2 separate regions of the Sus scrofa genome follow, and region 1 is linked to region 2. The links are chromatin contacts, called in public Hi-C maps. All regions are on one chromosome and are shown on one strand. The core of a region is the stretch at or near the end of the contact, and the rest is flanking DNA. Distances in the headings are between cores, read along the strand shown.

Evidence for each region. Hi-C and Micro-C count contacts between places; a contact is called where the count stands out from the background.
Region 1: a contact with region 2 is called in a Hi-C map of undifferentiated spermatogonia, with 2.0 times the contacts expected there. The contact joins the enhancer-like site here to the promoter of RFESD in region 2. A contact is called at or near these places in 16 of 47 Hi-C or Micro-C datasets (blood, brain, embryonic fibroblasts and 9 more) and 2 of 2 datasets of contacts at active chromatin or transcription factors (alveolar macrophages and skeletal muscle).

Annotation. Positions count from the first base shown.
Region 1 is chr2:102,465,327-102,471,966 of Sscrofa11.1, forward strand. No RefSeq gene overlaps it. Among named protein-coding and RNA genes, the nearest start is that of GLRX, 31 kb to the left of the region's middle. Within about 2 kb of position 3,940, at least 16 of the 83 cell types and tissues checked have an H3K27ac peak or open chromatin away from gene starts, as enhancers often do. A contact at or near this core is called in alveolar macrophages, fetal liver and undifferentiated spermatogonia, where this site is marked.
Region 2 is chr2:102,241,615-102,248,498 of Sscrofa11.1, forward strand. RFESD (Rieske domain-containing protein) reads left to right here and starts at 2,174. Exons shown (of 4, transcript XM_003123769.5): 1 at 2,174-2,309.

The DNA of each region.
Region 1 (6,640 bases), core at 2,690-5,189, 230 kb after region 2:
GAAAGTTCCCTCAGAGGAGGGGGGAAGGTTACAGGAACTTCTGTCCGGAAGTATTCTCCGTGGTGTCTGGCCCCGAGTAAAGTGCTCTGGCTTTTAGTGGTAGCTGGTACTGCTAATACACAGGAGTGGGAGAGAGATACTGGGCATCTGACTTTATGAAGGAAAGAGGAGGTAGAAATATAAGAAGGCTCAGGAAATCCCTAAGATGAGGAACCTGAAAAGGGTGATGACCAGGAATAATGATCATAAGAAAACCATAAGACTTTCTTTTTCTTTCTTTCTTTTTTTTTTTTTTTTTGCTTTTTAGGGCCACTCCCACAGCATATGGAGGTTCCCAGACTAGGAGTCAGATCAGAGCTACAGCTGAAGGCCTACACCACAGCCGCAGCCATGCCAGATTCAAGCTGCATCTGCGACATACGCTGCAGCTCACGGTAACACTGGATCCTTAACCCACTGCGCAGGGCCAGGGATCCAATCCATGTCCTCATGACTACTAGTCGGGTTCATTACCAATGAGCCACAAGAGAACTCTGAAAATCTTGTTTCTGTTTTTTCAAAGATGTCCGCGGGTCAAAGTTAGGAACAGAGAAACTCCCAAGAAACAGAGTAGACATAAAAACAAAAAAGGCTGGTATCCTGGGGCCTGAAGGAAGGCAGAAGTGGTTGCAACCAGACCAGGCTCAAAATATGGCCCTGGGGGCTTGGCTGGCTGGAAGCCTGTGGTTCTTCCTAACACAGTGACTCCCGGGAGCCAGTGGACTCAGTAACACTCCCTTCCTGTGCTGGGTCCAAGTTTGTGGCTTACTGCAAATAAACATTAACTTAATGAACAGATAACTGAATTGGCAGGCTGGCTTGGCTAATAGCTTCTATTATTAAACTGCTTCCAAGCCCACCAAAGGCATCAAGTGTACATCATCCGATCAGCATAGAGAGCAGCGGAGCTGGGAGGATGGAGGGAGAACACAGCTGTGGTTTCTGCCAGCTCAACAAACTCCCTCCTTCCAGTAAAGAAACTTTTATGTTGGGGAAAACTCCCTCCTCTGCTCTTGATTTGGGTTCCATCTTTTAAGACTCAATTCTAGCTGGATGTGACCTCTGGTTAGTTCTTAATTCCCAATGCCAGGGTGGTCATGTAACAGAAGCTGACCCGTCAGAATCAAGCCAGTGTATTCAAGGAGGGGCACATGATACAATCCAAGCCAGTGAGATGCACCTCCTGATACGTGGCACAATGGGAGCACAGGTGCTCTCTCTCTCTCTCTCTCTCTTTTTTTTTTTTTTTTTTTTTTTTTTGTCTTTTTGCCATTTCTTGGGCCGCTCTCGCGGCATATGGAGGTTCCCAGGCTAGGGGTCGAATCGGAGCTGTAGCCATCGGCCTATACCAGAGCCACAGCAACACAGGATCCGAGCCTTGTCTGCAACCTACACCACAGCTCATGGCAACCCCGGATCATTAATCCACTGAGCAAGGGCAGGGACAGAACCCGCAACCTCATGGTTCCTAGTCGGATTCGTTAACCACTGCACCATGACAGGAACTCCAGTGCTCTCTTCTTAAGGGGTTTACGTTTGCATGCCTGCACCTGCTGGAGTTCTGCTTTCCCACCAGGAGACCCTGACTGAGGATGGAGCAGAATAAAGTGGAGACAAGAGAGGGAGAAAGAAATGCCTGATGACACCACTTGAGCCCCTGCCTCTGGTTGAATGTATCTGCCCCTGCATTTTTCCACTGCCTGAGCTTGTAAATTCACTTCTTGCCTAAATTGGTTTGAGGTGGGTTTCTTTCACCTAACTAGAGCAGTTAAACTGAATGGGCATCTTCTGTTTTCTCTTCACCAGTGGAGTAGAAAAGCAGCATCGTCTTTCTTCAGACCTGGTTTAAAGATTTCTCCTCACTTTTTAAGAGTTAATCTTTTCATGCTGAACCTTGGTTTTCCAACTCTAATCTTGACTCAAGCTTTTGAAACTGGTCTGAAGGTAATTCCACATTTTGTAAAATAAGGAGAAACAGAAGTTGGTGAGAGAGTAGCTATTTGACTTTTTTTCATTAAACCTCTACCCATGTATCCTCTGCCAAGCCTGGTACAGAGCCAGTGATATAACCCCCTGGAGGGGGTGCTACCTCCTGTTAAGTGGTAACCCTACAAAATGAAATGCAGAGCTGCAAGACAAGAATAGCTAGAGAAACTGTTAAATTCCAACAACATAACTTGTATTTTTCCCCTCTCCCACCAACCTGTGCTAAAAACAGAATCTGGTAAAAATAGAAACTATCCCTTTCTCTATATAACTAGCTGCTCCCTAAGCTGGGGGGGAGGGGAGATAAGGAGGAGGGGAGGGAGGATAAAGGGGAGGGAGGGGAGATAAAGAGGGGAGGGAAGGAGGGATAAGGGAGAGGGGAAGGAGGATAAGGGGGAGGGGAGGGGAGATAGAGAGGGGAGGGGAGATAAGGGGGAGGGGAGGGAGGATAAGGGGGAGGGGAGGGAAAGGAGACTGAGTTCTCTCTGCTCAGTTCTCCTGGCCACTCTCTTGGTCTATAAACCTGCTTGAGGTCTCATTGCTTCCGTCTCTGCCTTCTTCCCTTGCTGTTTCTAACCTTCACTGCATTTTTGACAGTGTTACAAATAGCTCTAACACTGTAAGTGAAAAGATGGAAAAGAAAAAATAATTACCTGGATGATGGAAATGAGGATTCAATTACTTTTCAGCTTCTATAGTTTGGGGCTTCGTCGTGTTGAGTGTTGCATCTGAGGCTCCATGTCTATGTCTCTGGTAAGAGAAGATGTGTGCCTTCATTGAACCTGAGAGGCAAATACAAACTGCCTTTAGTTTCACATGGTTTGACAGACATGCTTCTCTCACTTGTGGGTCAGGAGGGAAGTGGTTCTTTCTTTCTGGTTCCCACCTGGACACCCTGTTCTCCCTCTTCAGCCTGTCCAAAGTGTTCCCACCATGTACGACTCTGGGAAAGTCCCGAGGGTGCTTCAGTGTTCTTATCTGCACCATGAGCAGTTTGGACTAGATCAGTGGTTCCAACTGAAAAAAGAAAAAGAAAAAAGAAAAAAAGCAGTAGGATGCTTCCCTCCAACAGAGCATGTATAGAACGCCACTGAACTGGAGCTGAGGTTGGAGTCGGGGGCTGGGACTCCTCCTAGTTCAGCCTCCAGGGGGCACCCAAGGGTTCTCCCCAAACCCCTAGGACTCTGAGGGACTTGTGAAATGCCCACGTGTTCACCAAGGCCCCTCTCCCTCCAAGCAGCTTTCATTCTAAGTGCCATCTCTGAGGTGAAACCTTTCTAGTGCCTTGGCCCACACAGGTTGCTTCTTCTTCTGTGGCACTGTGGCATTTGGGAGTTGATCACACGCTGTGGCCCATGTTTTTAAACTGACCTAGATAGGGAGACTTATCTTCCTTTGAAGGTGGCATGTTCATGTCTTTCTTTCGGGAAGGGACTCAAAACTTATTTGGGAAGTTGAACATAACTGAAAGAACTCCAGGTGTGCATTGTTCACAGACTGGGGAAGTCTGGTGTCATCACAGGGCACATGCCAGGGTGGAACAGGGCCAGCGCAGACCTAAGACCCCCACTTGGGTCCTCCTCCCAGATCTTGCCCCAGTGCACACATTAGCCAGGCTGTGGTAGTGAGCTGGGTCCTAGTCTCACCTTTTAGCCTTCCTGGGTGGGGGAGTAAGTAACCATTGAAGATCCAGGAGGAAAAGACTGGACCTATCACTAGTACCCCACCTGCCTTAGTCATTTCCTTAGCACTGCTTTCCTGAGTAGACTGCTTTACAATTGTCATCCTTATTCTGTGGTTCTGTGTAAACTACTGGACTCAGAAACAGACTTCACACAGTGCTCTTTCATTCAACACTGGCCTGACCCAGCGTGTGGCCTAAGGACCTTGTAGGGAATAGGTGTCTGAGGATCACCACCTAGTGGCAGAAAAGAATAGTGCATGTCGTGAACAAAAAAGGAATCTTTCCCATGGGTGCGTAGTAAGATAGCTTTCAGGGACTTTTGATCTCCATGAACAATGTCATTGAAAATATGCTTTAGGAGTTCCCATCGTGGCTCAGTGGTTCATGAATCCGACTAGGAACCATGAGGTTGCGGGTTCGATCCCTGGCCTCAAAGGATCCGGCGTTGCCGTGAGCGGTGAGCTGTGGTGTAAGTCGCAGATGCGGCTGGGATCTGGTGTTGCTGTGGCTGTGGCATAGGCTGGCGGCTACAGCTCCGATTAGACCCCTAGCTTGGGAACCTTCATATGCTGAGGGTGCGGCCCTAGAAAAGGCAAAAACACACACACCAAAAAAAAAAAAAAAAAAAAAAAAAGCAAGAAAGAAAGAAAAAGAAAATGTACTTTAAAGCAAAATTATGCTGAACATAGGAGTTCCTGTTGTGGCTCAGTGGAAATCAACTCGACTAGGAACCACAAGGATGCTGGTTTAATCCCTGGCCTGGCTCAGTGGGTTAAGGATCCGGCATTGCAGTGAGCTGTGGTGTAGGTGAAAGAGGAGACTCAGATCTGGTGTTGCTGTGTCTGTGGTGTTGGCTGGCAGCTGCAGCTCTGATTCAACCCCTAGCCTGGAAACTTCCATAAGCCGTGGGTGCGGCCCTAAAAAAAAAAATTATACCGAACATAATTTTTAGCGTTTTAAAAATAATCCCAAAGACACGCCTGTGTCACTGTAACGAACACTAGCTCTTATTATAGAGTGCTATAAATGTATGAGATTGGGGAAAATCTGTAAGTTCTCCATCCCATTTAAGTTTCTATTTTTAAAAAGTTGGTACATCCAGAAATAATATACCATGTAACTATTAAAAAGAAATGGGCTTATATTTAGAACTAAGAGCTATAAGATGTAGGATGTTGAATGTAGACTGCTTCAATTTATGAGAAACACATTAGAAGGTATATATATTTGATCTGAAGAGAACTTTTGCTAGTAAAATGACTGAATTATTCAACTCTGAAGAACAAGGAACATTTGCCCCTTCCAGTCACAGAGTGTTCTCAGGTAACTTAGAACCTATCGGAAGTGTCTGAGGATCAATCCTCATGACATATAGTTGCCCTGCAGGGGAACTCCACAAAAACCATTATATAAATACTGCTTTTCTGGGGTGGTACAATTTAAAGGCAGATCATCTCGTGCTCCAAGCACTCAGAGCATTTTTAGACTGTCATAGGGAGAAACCAGGACACGTAGAAGAATCTAACCGATCCAAGGGTAACTCCTTGGGGAGCTAGACACAGAAGCAGCACCCATCTGCTCCAGCACGCTGCCCTCAGAAAGTTGTTCAGATCGAATCTCATATCTGACTTAGACCACCAATTTGATAGTGGGAAATTGTGCCTCAAAGACCAAACAGCCCCTGGACAGACAGATACCTACGGGGACACCAGCTGGGTTTATGCATGCTTTCAGGTACTTAATTGGGAATTAAAGGAAATCCTGCCCCAAAATGGCCAAGATGGGGTTCTTCTGGCACTCCAAAACTTATTTTTGTGTGCACAAAGAAAGCTACAGAAGGTAATTTCTTACCATGTTAGTGTCTGGGATCTCTGCCTGCAGGGTCTACCAGAAACAAGAGAGGTAAAATTAAAGTAGCAGAAGAAAATGTTTGTAGGGCCAGCATCTGAGACCCTTTGAATTGGAAAGTCTTCTGAATGGTTGAAATTTTAGAGAGCTGTCATCTTAAATATTGTACCCATTGTAATTGGCGTGCAAAGGCCCCCCCAAATCTTCAAAACTCCAAAAGAGCCTCAGTGAAAGATTTGAAGGCTAATGAAATAATAGTGATACAGAAGGTACCTAAAAGAAACAAACAAAAGTGTAAGACTGACATCCCTTTCCACTCTGAAGAGACTATTAAATAGTTACCTTTTTCTTTTAGGGCAGCACCTGCAGCATATGAAAGTTCCCAGGCTCGGGGTTGAATCCGAGGTGTAGCTGCAAATCTATACCATAGCCACAGCAACATGGGATCCGAGCTGACTGCAACCTACACTGCAGCTCATGGCAACTCTGGATCCCCGACCCACTGATCGAGGCCAGGGTTCGACCCTGCATCCTCATGGATACTAGTTGGATTTGTTGCTGCTGTACCACAATGGGAACTCTGATGGAAGATGAGAGAAAGGATGTATATATACGTTTGCCTGGGTTGCTATGCCATGCAGTAGAAATTGACATAACACTGTAAATTAACGATAATTTAAAAAATACTTTTGTCTTACGCAAGAAAAACTAAAGATGTTTGTGTTCCTTGGACATTTCCCACTGAAGAAAGAAATTAGGTTAAAGAAATTAAGCTTTCCAATCTAAAAATGCTGGTATGACAGATTGTAATTGCTTACTTCTCAGTTTTCACTAGAAACTAAGGTTTTTTAAAGGTTAAGAATTCTAATTAAGGGAGTTCCCTAGTGGCCTAGTGGTTAAGGATCTAGCATTGTCACTACTGTGGCTTGGTCACTGCTGTGGCATGGGTTTAGTCCCTGGCCTGGGAACTTCTGCATGCTGTAAGTGTGGGGGAAAAAAAAAAAAGAACTTTGGGAGTTCCTGTTGTGGCTCAGTGGTAGCAAACCCGACTAGTATCCGTAAGGATGCAGGTTTGATCCTTGG
Region 2 (6,884 bases), core at 924-3,423:
GGAGGCTGAAAGAACACAAGGAGGAAGGAACAAACAGAATGACAGAAGTAGAAACTGCCCCCACATGTCCCCAGGTAGAACTTTGTGGTGGTGTTGCCCACTCTGGCTGGAACTAATCAATTGTCAAGAAAAAAAAAAAAAGGAAAAGAAAGAGAGAGAAAGAGACAGAGGGAGACGGAGAGAGATGAAGGAAAGGAGGAAGGGAGAAAAAGAAAGAAAAGGGAAATGACAGTAGGAATCATAAATTTTATCCCGAACTGTAACAACTTTCAGATGGGCATTATGGGTTCCTGTCATTAACTCATGCACCTGTGCCAGCTAGGCTGTGCACATACGTTTGCGTCTCAGAAGTGAGAGAGGTAGTTTATTCTGCATCCCACTACAGCTTTCAAGTCATACTTTCCCATAACTAACCACATCAATACTTTAGGTAGAGATAAAAGAAAGTTGTGCGTTTCTCTCTCATTCATCTTATGCACATATGAGTGCATATCAACTGAGGTATTCAATCCATTCAAAAATTAGATTTAAGGTCAGTGGATCTAAGATGTGTCTTACTTTAATGCCTGGTTTATGCCAAAGCAAAAAAGAAGTAATACTCATTAAAAAACGGCAAACCTTACTTATTCTTTCAATGATACAAGCTGAGTACTGCTAACATGCTCCATGTGCCAATAAAATAATTTGGGATGGCTAATGGGTATTGTAAATGATAATAAATCAAATGTATTTTATTATCACTTTAGTAAAGCAATTTATCAAAACTAGATGGTTAATTTGTGCTTGGATCAGTGGAACAAATGGTCAAAAGTGAAATTATCCCATAAAATATTACTATCACATTAAAACTATACTGGGCAGAATAGAAATAAAATTGGAATCAAATCCATTATTCTGAGCTTCTCAATCTTTTACATGTTTTGGCTTACAGCATTTACATGACATACTGAGGTAAATGAAGAAGGCTCTGGGGTTTCAGCTGCCCCAAGCCCACTGGTCCTCTCTAGGACCTCAGATCAGTGTGTCATTGTATTAAATATAGACTAGTTTTTCAACCTTGAGGTCACACTAGAATTTACTGGGAAAGTTAGAAAAAATATGTTGATTCCCCCTCCTCCTACCAACCCCTAGAGAGTTATCTTATTGGTCTGTTCATCATGACTCCCGGGTGATTAAAGTGTGACCAAAGTTAAGGATCACTGCTTAGAAGACAGCCAAGGAAACTGTAAAAAAAAAAAGAAAAAAGGAAAAACAAACAAAAAAACGCTATCACACTCACATAGCTTCCAACTTTGGATGCGAATATGAGGTGCGTGGTTTGTGGGTTTTTTCTTTTTTAAAAAATTCAGAGAAAAACCCAAGTTGCAAAGTTCAAAATACAAAAGTGAAAACCTATCTCCCCTAAAGTAACCATATTTTTTTAAATGTACATATCTACACATTAGTATCTTGAGAAATAACTTTTATTTACTATAAAGAAAGCACACCACACATACTATTCCATACTCTGCTTTTTAACAAATTCATCCATATCTTGAAATCTGCTCTTGAGTATGTGGCTGCAAAGTAATTCACATGTCTAATTCTTTTTTGTTTAACCACTTCCCTGTTGATCATTAGCGCTACTGTCATTTTTCCTTGAAATAAATATCTCTGAACTTAGATTACATGCAACTGTGAGGAACTTCCGCAAATATTTTTAAAAGGTAAATTCCTAGAAGTGAGAGCCCCAGTGGTGTTTAAAATCTGGATAAATGTGGTGAGCTCAACAAACATTTAAAAATTAACTGACGGGAGTTCCCCTTATGGCTCAGCAGGTTAAAAATCCACATAGTGTCTGTGGGGAAGAGGTTAGGTCCCTGGCCTCGCTCAGTGGGTTAAGGATCCGGCATTGCCACAAGCCTAGGCGGCATAGACGGATGCAGCTCAGATCCGTTTTTGTTCGGGCATAAGCAAATGCAGCCTCAATTCCACCCCTAGCAGGAGAACCTGCACAGGACACAAGTGTGGTGGTAAAAAGAAAAAAATAAATTGGTGGCACCGAGGTTTGTCAAACATAGGATTAAGACTGTCAGTTCCAAGTCCTGGCGTGCGAGCACGGTTGGCCAGCGGCATCTGTCGGGTGGGAATCATCCAATGGCCAGTAAGGCCACGGAGGCCCTGGGGGAAGAGCATGCTCAGTCACGTGAGCGGCTTCGCCCCGCCCCTCGGAGCTTTGAGCCGTATTCCGGTCGCTGGCTCCTGCAATAGCCTTCCGCGGCGACGCAGCGACCGGGTCACACGGAGGTGGAGCGCGGGATTTGAGGAAGGTAAGTTCTGTCCCGGCCTGGGGGTTAGGCTGCCGGCCGGGCCGGGCCGGGCTTGCAAGGCTCGCTGCTTCCCTTCCGGCGGCGGCAACCTGAAGCGGCGAAGGAGACTGTCGTTTGGCATTTGCTCCAAGGCTTTGCTGAGCGCCGCGGTTCTTCCGCTGTGGACCCCAAGTCCCTTAACCATTAACGCCCAGGGCAGGCTTCCGCCCCACACTGCAAACCCATCATGCTTGTTCACCACAAAGGTTTACTGGGCTGTAGCCCGGACCTGCCGCCTCAGTGGGGCTGGCCGGGCGTTTTAAAACAAGCTTTCCTGGCATTTGTAACCTCCAACGCTTAATAACTGCCCAAGGGTTTCTGCGGCCCAGCGGTCCTAGATATCTATCTCCAGAAGTCTGTAGATGGAGCCATCCAGCACATCTGGACAGCCACGCTGGTGCTCTGTGTTTGTTGACCACAGCTCCATCTGACAGCTGCATGCTGTCTTTGCTAAAATGTTAAACACAGCTTGAGGTCATTGCCCACTGGCTAGCACGGTGGGCAGGACCTTAGCGATTATCTCTACATGATGGTAGCGTTTCTCATACTTAAGCCCTACTCGAGCCACCTGACTGTGGTCAGGCATATATATACCCCTCACCACCGCCCTATGTGCAGGGCTTTCTTAGAGCTGGCAAACTGCAGCAACACTGACTTCCCTCAAGTCATGGCAGAGCCAGGATTCAAACCCAGGTGAACTCACCTGGTGCTCACAGATCTCTAATATCACAGAGGACAGTATTGGCCTCCAGAGTGACTAAGTGATTTTATTAAATTATTAGGGAAGTATTGTTTTAAACATTCGTTGACACAACTCTTGTACATTATTGTGCCTAAATTTTTAAAAATTCAGTAGTAGTTGCCGTTGTGGATCAGCAGATTAAGAACCTGACATAGTCTCGGTGAGGATCCGGGCTCCATCCCCCTCTGCACTCAGGGGACTAAGGATCCAGAGTTGTGACAAGCTGTGGTTTGAGTTGAAGATGCCCTCAGGATCTGGTGTTGCTGTGATGTAGGCCTGCAGCTTCAGCTCTGATTCCACCCCTAACCCAAGAACATCCATATGCCACAGGTGCAAACAGCAAAAATTTTCATGAAAATCATCTTTGGAGATACACACACACACACATGGTGTATACACACACATTTACTTTGCTAGAAGTTTACTAGAAGACCACCTATTTTTATAAATCTGTGGATGCTTAGATGAAATGTTAATATTTATATATCAATGCTCACAAAGTTTACACTCAAGATCTCAGTTTGATTCTTAACTGCTATTTTGTGAATCTGGGCAAGCTTTTGTTAAGGAAGATCCTGTAGCCTTAGTTTCCTCCTCTGGAAAATAGGTATAATACCTACCCCTTGGTATTTTTGAGTATTAATGAATTCATATATGCGAAGATATGCTTTTTATATCTATTATTATTCTGCCATCCAAAAAGTTATAAAACTAATTTCTCTTCTCTGAACCTAAAAGCAAGGGTGTCATTCTGGAGCTTTGTATTCTAATAACGTGTAGGCCAAGTCCGCAAACTTAGTAAAAACGCCTCAGTGCTCTTGTGCTCAAGAATAATTTCCTTTACTTTCATGCTTCTTTCATACCCACTGTCTTATAGAACCATATGCTTTTTTAAAAATTCAACCTGAGTAGATTCCCAATGCTGGAAAGGTATCTAAGAGAGACAAAGGATCCATTTATCTAATCTGTAATTTTATGTGGTGTTAGCATTTTTAGAAACCTAATTTTAGGGACAGTCCAAAAAATATTTCTTGAAGAGAACCGTGGAGCAAAATGGTTCAACTTGGAGTTCCCGTCGTGGCGCAGTGGAAACAAATCCGACTAGGAACCATGAGGTTGCGGATTCAATCCCTGGCTTCGTTCAGTAGGTTAAAGATCTGGCGTTGCCGTGAGCTGTGGTGTAGGTAGCAGATGCGGCTTGGATCTGGTGTTGCTGTAACTCTGGTGTAGGCTGGTAGCTGTAGCTCCAATTGGACCCCTAGCCTGGGACCTCCACATGCCATGGGAGCAGCCATAAAAAGCAAAAAAAAAAAAAAAAAAAAAAAGGCTCAACTTTTCAGAAGGAAGTTTTCTTCATTTAGCTCCCAAACTGGAATAAGCTGTTTAATTTTCACTTTCTTGTTATTCTGTTAATATTCTCGTGTCTTAAAGGTGACTCAAAATAAAGGAAATTTTGGGAGCATGTGAATAGTGCATCAAAAAATCAGTGATTAAAGTGAACACACTGACTCCTATTGGTCTGAATGAACTGTGATAGCCACAATATTTTATTAATAATATGGGTGTTAATTATAAAGAGTCACCCAATGACGTAAATAGAACCATTTATGATGAATAGAGGGAACAATTATTTGAAGGATGAGGTAATACTTACCTAAGCAAAATGCAAGACTAATCATATTTCTCTGAAACCTTTATCATTTAGCCCCAGCCTTCTCTGCTTATTACTTATCAGCCCCTGCAAAGTTCTCTACAGTTTTCCTTGGTTGGGGGAAAAACCTGAAAAGACTCTATGTTCTAAGAGATTGAAACTTGAGGAAGGTAATGTTTGGTTCTCATTTATTTGGGAGTTGGGTAGAACCTAACTTCTGATGCTACTTCACATGTCATGTATTTTGTTATTTGCTTGATGCCAGTTTCTAGTTTTTGCCTGAAATAGAACTATTCACTTATTTCCTCTTCTAGTGGCAAGTTTTGAAATAAACTGTACAAAAACTTCAAATAGGCCATCCATGATCTGTGTACAGGCACATTTTCTGATAGAAGGTACCATTTAATCCCCTTTCTCAGATTTTGGACCATTTGCTACATAAAGTAGGATGCAATTTAAATATTGAAAAATAGTAATTTTAAATAGAAGAGTAACTGTAATATGCTGATATTTAAGGAAGTTTGTTTACTATCCCATTTTCTTGGTAAGTATGACCTATATACATTTATCCATGAATAATATATTGTTTGGTTTTGCCTGTTTTTGCACATCGCATTTGATAAAAGTGGAAACTTACTCTGAATTCTTAAAATTGTTTTCACTTAAAATTTGATTCTTGGAGTTCCCATCGTGGCTCATCGGAAACAAATCTGACTAGCATCCATGAGGATGCAGGTTCGATCCCTGGCCTTACTCAGGGGGTTAAGGATCCAGCGTTGCCCGTTGCCATGAACTGTGGTGTAGGTTGCAGATGCGGCTCAGATCTGGTGTTGGTATGGCTGTGGTGTAGGCCGGTGGCTACAGCTCCGATTCGACCCTTAGCCTGGGAACCTCCATATGCCACAGGTGTGGCCCTAAAAAGCAAAAAATTAAAAATAATGTTTCATTCTTTAAATTTATCCAACCTGATATAGCCACGTTTCACTGCTACACAGCACTGTGTTGAATGAATATAAAAATCACCTGTTCTTCTGTTGATGGGTTTTGAGTTGTTTCCTGTCTTTTGCTGTTATAACCATTCTTGTGCACACCTCTCTGGAATATACCTGAAGTGGGATTACTGGGTCATAAATATATTCAGATTTACTAGGTAATGCCAAACTGGTGTAACTCGAATTGAGATCATTTCTATCCGTTGTTCCATTATCCTCACCAATACTTGTTATAATTGTTTGCCAGTCTGCTGGGTAGAAAATAGTATCTTCTTGTGACTATGATTTACATTTCTTTTACATTTTCCTACTAATGAGGTTGAGCATCTTTACATGTGATTACCGACCATTCAAATTTCATCTGTGAAATATCTGTTCATGTCTTTTGCCCACTTTTTAACAGTTATTTGGCATTTTCTTACTAGTTGATAGTTCTTCATATATTCTAAATCTTCATCCTTTGTTACATGTGCTGTATATTCCACATTTTTCTTTCTCTTTAGCCTCTTTCTCCTCCTTATCCAGTCTGTCTGTTCTCATTTGTCTTATCATTATTGCCTCTGTCTGTTCTGCCACAAAATGCATTAATGCCTGCACATACAACACTAAGGAGGTAAATATTACCACCTGACTAATTTGTGTACTTTGGGTACCTGCCAAAATCAAGTAAAACTACATAACTGTTTAGAGATGTTGTAGTCCAGCCTATAGTCAGCCATAACTAATCCAGAGAAATCATGACAACGGTCCTCTTTGCCTTTTCTTAAAGACTGTATTCTTCCTTTTTTATTGTGAAATAATTTAAAAATAGCACATGTGTGATTTCTTCCATCCTTTTAAAAAGTAGGTTAGAGCAAGGGAAAACAATACAAACTTCAAAATACAAATTCAACACCGCTATAATTTCCTAAACTTGATTTGTATAACGCTTTCCTTTATACATTGAATTCAAAGTTTCTGCTTTTTCTCATCAACACACATATGCACACACACTAACATCCTTCATCCTACACCTCAGTATATTAAAGCCCAGGATTATATAATATCTAGGATCTATCATCCTTACGGCTCAAAACTACCCTTCTCAGAGTTCCCTGGTGGCACAGTGGGTCAAGGATTGGGCATTGTCACTGCTGTGGCTCAAGTCACTT